2 separate regions of the Mus musculus genome follow, and region 2 is linked to region 1. Evidence: chromatin contacts called from public promoter capture Hi-C data. All regions are on one chromosome and are shown on one strand. The core of a region is the stretch at or near the end of the contact, and the rest is flanking DNA. Distances in the headings are between cores, read along the strand shown. Region 1 holds the start of Noct (nocturnin). Region 2 holds the start of Tiparp (TCDD-inducible poly(ADP-ribose) polymerase).

Region 1 (3,193 bases), core at 230-2,729:
ACAAGTTCTGGTTGACCCTCTCTGCTCCCTCTGCTGTGCTTTCTTGGCTACTGACAAACTGCTTACAGGAGTAAGAAAGGGAAGGGGGGGGAGAAAATGTGGTGTGTGGTGGGGGTTGGGGGAGGGAGGGAGTCAGCATCCATAGATCCATTACCTAAACTGTAAACCAACTGCTGTATTTTGTTCTATCTGCAAAGCACTTGCTACCTTCTTATGACCCTTTGCCTTGCCTAATGACTCATGGGCGATTGATTGCTGTACAGATAAGAAAACTGAGCCTCAGACGCTAATAATGACCAGCTAAGGAGTTCCTGGCCCCGATGCTGTCATCGGCTTGTCAGCTGATTCATCCGTATCCTGTGGGTGTTAGATGTTTTAGGCCAGGTCTGGAAAGCATTTTGAATCCTTGGTGACGATACTCATTCAAAGTTTCTTTTCCATTCCCGGTTAGGGTTAGTCACTCCTTACACAACCTACCTGAGGTATTTCTTCAACTCATTCTCTCCTGCTTCCCTCTCCGCCTCCCCCCACCCCTTCCCTCTCCATACCCCCTTAGGTGAGAATGTGAGTCTTGGGCCTCTCAAGTGCTGTGTAAGTGCTCCACCACTGAGCAACATCTCCAGCATTTTCCTGGAACATATGGCATCCGATTAAAACACAGCTCTGACCATATCCTAGCATCCCTGCAACAGAGCTGACAAAAATAAGGGTTTTCTCAAGAGAATGTGGGTGTGTGCATCTGACTCTCAGACTATTGAAACAATGGACCCCCCAAGAAATGGGAATTTCCTTCAGGAAACTCCTGCTGGGAAAAGGAAAAGGCCTTTGCTTGAGGGGGAATTCTTTCAGGAAGCGGGAATTCACACAGTTCTATCTAGTCAGATCGCTTTGACCCGGACTGCTGAGATGTGCATACCCCTGGCCTTCTATTTGAACTTTAATCTCATTTTGGGATCCCAGAGAGAGGTTAACTCTTCGTCCTTCTACCCCATGTGGGCATATTAAGTACATCTCCTTTTTTCAGTTTTGTTCGTTTGTATTCTTGTTGTTGTTTTGAGGGTTTTGTTTGTTTGGTGTTTTTCTGTTTCTTTGTTTTTATTTTGAGACAGAGCTTCACTGTGTAGCTCTGGCCGGCCGGATCTCTCCAGACCATGTTGAAGATCCGGGCCCCTGCCCCAGTGCTGAGATTAAAGGCGGTCGCCCTCACCGCCGCACCTGCTTTCCACTTTCAATTTGGCTTTTTCAGTGGTTTATTGGATGGATAATGCTTTAAATTCGGTAACAGTCCAAATTACGTCTGGCCCATCCCAAGCAGTTGTTTTGGGTTGGGGGGGGTTGTTTTGTTTTGTTTCCCCCCCCCCTCCCCAATTCCCTTAGCCTTCATTTTCCATAACTACAGTGCTGTCTCCCAGGTGTGACTTCCAGCCCTCCAATCAGGGCCCAGCTAGCTCCAAGGCCAATTCCACCAGACCTTCTGGCAGGACTGACGCTCAACGCCCTGCAGTCCGTTTCCGCCTCTCGTGCCTGAGGGGCGGATGCTTGTCGCAGCCGCCACACAAGTAGCCAGCGCGTCCTGGTGCCTAATCTCCTTCAGCACCGCGGAGCGTGGAGCCCACAGCTCGGGGAGGACGTTCTCCCAGACACGCGCTCGCACACACTCAGCGCTGGCACCAACCCGGGATTCCCAGCCTGTGGACGCTCCCATTGCAGCCGGCGGGAGGGGACAGAGGCTCCCGGAACGCCTCTCTAACGAATCCCCGCGGTGTCAGCCAGCCCCCAGCCTCCGCCCCGTGGGAGATCTACAGTCGCTGTCACTGATCCAGACGGTCCATTCTCGGCCGGAGCTGTCCGGGTCTGACTGCGCCCTGGTCGTGCGCGCGGATCCCCCCCTCTGCAGCCACCGCGTGGTAGCGCCCGCTCCGCCGCCGCTCGCCGGTTGCTCCCCGGCGCTAGCTCCCTCGCCTCAGTGAGCCGCCGCTGCTGCCGCCGCCGCGTCTGCCTCCCGGCACAGCTCGCCCGGTCGGCGCCGAGGGACGAGGAGGAAGGAACACCCCGCAGCGCAGCGGTCCCGCGCCACCCCCACCCCACCGTCGCCCGCCCAGCTCGGCCCGGCTCGTCAGCGCGGCGGCGCCCGGCATGTATCAGAGCCCGCGGCGGCTCTGCTCGGCCCTGCTGCTCAGGGACGCCCCCGGCCTGCGCCGCACACTCGTGCCCGGCCCGCGCCGAACGCTCGCCCCGCCGGTGCTCGGATCTCGGCCCAAGTCCCCGCAACTGCAGGCGGCGGCGGCCTCGGGCGCCGCGAGGTCGCGTCCCCGAACAGGTGAGCGGGAGCGCGGAATGAATGGGCGCCGCGGGCTGGTCCCCTGCGTTCACCCCGGCGTCGCGTCGGGAGGGAGGGAACGCCGCTCAGGGGGCCTCGCTTTCCGCGTTCGTGTCTGATCCCCCTGAATCCCCGGTGGCCACAGTGACCCCAGTCGCTAACGTTTTGCTTTACCCCTCACCCCCACCCCCCGATGCAGGGCGGTAACGCTTTGGTTGCAGACGGCTTGTGGACATCCTCATGAAGGGGAAAAAATATCTAAAAATGGCATGATCTTGGGTTTGCAGGGCCTACAGGCTCTGAATCTTCTCAAAGCCCTGGTAGTAATAGCACATGTTAACTCGTTACGCTCATTAATTTATTTATGTTTTGGAAGGGGGGGAGTCTTCCACTTCGTCTTAAATCCCTGGTAAATCAACCTTTCATGAAGTCAGTTCTGTACATCATCTTGTGTTTTTTAAGTGTCTCCTTTCTGCCTAAAAGCAGATTGCGACGGTCACAAACTACATATAAATCAAGTATGGCTTTTAAATGAGTAGTTTCTCCCTCAAATCTAGCAATTACTTAATGTAGGCGCTCCTTCAGAACCAGCAATTATTCCATAGTACTTTTCTAGAAAGTGTAATTTGGTTGTTACCTCAAATTAGGTTATTGCCGTCTAACATTCGGATGCAGTAACCATCCTTATTTTACTAGAGTACATTTTGAGAGAGTATTGGTTGAATTTAAGGACAGAGTGTACATTAGAACGTATAGGTTCCCTGTGGTTGTCTTTTGTTGCCTTTTTTTCCCCCCAAGACATGGCCATGGCTGTCCTAGACCTTGTCTATGTAGACCAGGCTGGGTTCGAATTTATAGAGATCCACCCGCCTC
Region 2 (2,873 bases), core at 194-2,693, about 14 Mb after region 1:
GAATTTTAAAAGTAGCACGAAAGCAAATTGAACAAACAAAATAGATGAGAGAAAAAAATACGTAGTAAAATGATAGATTTAACCCCAAATATAGTATGTTCAACCGGAGACATGAGGGCTGCATGTGTGTGTCCCAGGATTAAGTTTGGATGCAACCCAACATAAAACCATAAATTTACTTAAAACATTGTTTTTGCAAATATTTTTGGTAATCATTAAGTTAGTAGGTAAAGTTGGGACAGTTTTAAAACGTTGGAAATACTGCAATCTTATTATAGTTTTTTAAAAATAGTTTAATTTTGCTTATATACTAGTCTTTGAATTCTGTCCCAACCTTTCCACTTTAGTCTGAGGGCCTTTACTTGATGCAATTTGAAACAACACTGCTGGGTGATCATTAATCTGGGTTAGCAGTGCCATAAAACTTGGGAACCACAGCCTCTGCTTAGCCTGTTTTTCCAGGATCCCCTTTTTTTTTTTTTTGAATAAGTACGATCTTTTAATTTTTTTTCTTAAATTCGGATTATACAAATTTAATGTTTATTTCCAACTAAAAAAACAACAACAACAAAAAGCTATTGAATACATGAAGTTACAATCCAGATGCCAGTTTCATGTATATTTTTGAGGTTAACTCTCGGTTCCCTAAGTCTCTATGAGTGCAGGGCGTGGGGTCTGGGTGATGAAGGTCGTAGTTCTAAACCTAGTACACGCTCGGCGCGGAAGAGGCGCTCTGACTTGTTAAATGAATTAGTCACTACGTGATCCGTGGGCTGCAAAACACGCGCATAGGCATCTCTATTGTCAAAACCCTAACATTGGCTTCCCCTAGCGGAGGCTGTCCGGGAACAGGCGGCGGGGCGGGCTCAGCCTTCCCGCCCGTACGGCGCGGGGCCGGCGACCCCGTCTGGAGGCAGCGGCGGAGGCGGCCACTCGCTTCCCCCTCGGGATCTGGAGGCGTCTTGAAAGGAGGCAGATAAACAAAGGCAACCGCACCGAAACCGGCCGTTCCGTCTCACAGCCTCTCTCACATCGCGTGCCCGGGTGTCCGCGGAACACGGTGACCCTGCATCTGTCCGCAGGCAGGTGGAGTCCGCCCCACGCGGCGCGCGCCTCCTCTCCTCGCAGGCTCACGGGGGGTGGGAGGTAGCCTCCCCGGCCTCGCGAACCGTCAGAGCCTCGGGGACCCTCGGCCGCTCGCGAGCGGACACTCCCCTCCCTCCTCCTCCTCCTCCCCGGAGCGCCGAGCCGCCGCGCGCCCCTCCGTCCGGAGCACGCGCACGGGAGGCGGGGCCCCAGCTTCCCGGCACTCACTGATCGCCCGGCCCCCTCACCCCACCCCACCCCCTCTCGGCCCCGAAGCTCCTCCCTCCCCGAAGACGAGCCGGCCCGGGGGAGGAGACCGGAAGCCACTTAAAGCAGAGCTGGAGCTGACAGGCGAGCGAGCTGGAGCCTCGAGAGCAGTTGCGGCTTTCAGCGCTCAGGTCCGCGGAATGGCCCGCGCGCCGCTCGCCGCGTCGGCCGCCCACGACCCCTAGACACCGGCCCTCGTCCTCGGCTCGGACCGCTGGCGCAGAGGCGGCCCTCCACGCCGCGCCTGGGCTGCGTTCGAAGGGCGGCTTGCCTGAGGTAAAAGGGGCTGGGGGGTGGGCAGCGAGCGGCGGAGGGACCCCCAGCGGGATGGCGGGCGCCAGCCTCGCCGCCCCGAGTCCCCGTCGGGACAGCGGCGGATCCCTAGACTGCCCGGGAGAGCTGAATGCGCTCGCGTCCGTCGGTGGCGGGGTGGGATCGGGTTCAGCGCCGGGAGCTGGGCAGGTGGATAGATGGACTGGCGCCGCAGGGCTTGCGGGGCCGCCCGCGACTCCTCTCGGGGGGTTGCAGCCGGGGCAGCCCCTGCGGGAGGGCTCGGCGCTGCGGGAGCGTTCCGGCCGGCGCGCGTTCCGGGCTGCAGCCCAGAAGTTTGCAGGCTGTGTTCGAGTTAACTTTGAGTGCCGCACCGGTTCCCCTTCCTTTTCCCCGCCACCCGGAGTGTCCGCTGCGGCTCGGCCCTGCAAGCTCCGGGACTCGCCAGCCGGTCCTCGGGAAGGAGGCAGGGCCGGGGTGGGGGGGAATTCATTGTGGACTCGCCTTGAGTGGCTTCGGGGAGGCGGGGAGGTCGGGTCCTGAGGAAGGTGGGCCGGGAGTGAGGGGGCGCCCGGGTCCCTGAGGACAAGGTGAGGGCGGGGATGCTCACCCTCTCGGCGAAGTGCGGAGCCCGGTGGAACGGGCGCGGCGGGAGGTCGTGGCTGCGCGGAGCGCGGCCGGCAGGAGGCGTCGCTCGGACCCGGGCGTCTCACTCCTTGGCTGTTTGGAGCCGGCGGTTTCCATGGAAGGTGTGACCAGCTCGTGGTGCCAGACGACCGGGGCGTCACGAGGTGAAGGGTGGCGCGATTGGGTTGCCCGCTGCGGGCGACCGGAGGAAACGACCTTCCAATCTTTTTATTTTTCTGTTATGCAAACTAATTGAGGAACTGGTGGCTTCCGCACTCCACTCCTCTGCTTCCTAGTTGAGTTTCCGAGTTTGGTGGAGGGGCAGTAAGAGGAAAAGTTGTGTGCGTGCGAGTGTGTGTGTGCGTGCGTGCGTGCGTGCATGTGCGTGTGCAGAAGTATAAATAAAATCGCTTTAGTATTTTGCCTGGATTGGTGTGATAGGAGGGGATAGTGTGCGTGCGTAGGGGAAGGCACAGGCGGGTTAGATACGGAGAGGGAATACCACAATCTGTGCCAACTGAGCCTTGAGGCAAGAGCACCGAATGATGAATAATAACGCCTGGCTTGGCTGCTTTCCAGTTATTTATGTCTCATGTCAGATCCCTCCTTCGTGAGGCTTTCTC

The links. Promoter capture Hi-C pulls out the DNA fragments that hold promoters and counts their contacts.
Region 2: a promoter capture Hi-C map of cranial neural crest shows a contact between it and region 1. The contact joins the promoter of Tiparp here to the promoter of Noct in region 1.

The regions. Positions count from the first base shown.
Region 1 is chr3:51,222,968-51,226,160 of GRCm38.p6, forward strand. It overlaps Noct (nocturnin), which reads left to right and starts at 1,480. Exons shown (of 3, transcript NM_009834.2): 1 at 1,480-2,320. The coding sequence starts at 2,137.
Region 2 is chr3:65,527,004-65,529,876 of GRCm38.p6, forward strand. Tiparp (TCDD-inducible poly(ADP-ribose) polymerase) reads left to right here and starts at 1,444. Exons shown (of 6, transcript NM_178892.5): 1 at 1,444-1,629. It overlaps 4931440P22Rik (RIKEN cDNA 4931440P22 gene), which reads right to left and starts at 2,411. Exons shown (of 2, transcript NR_027955.1): 1 at 2,234-2,411; 2 at 480-2,162.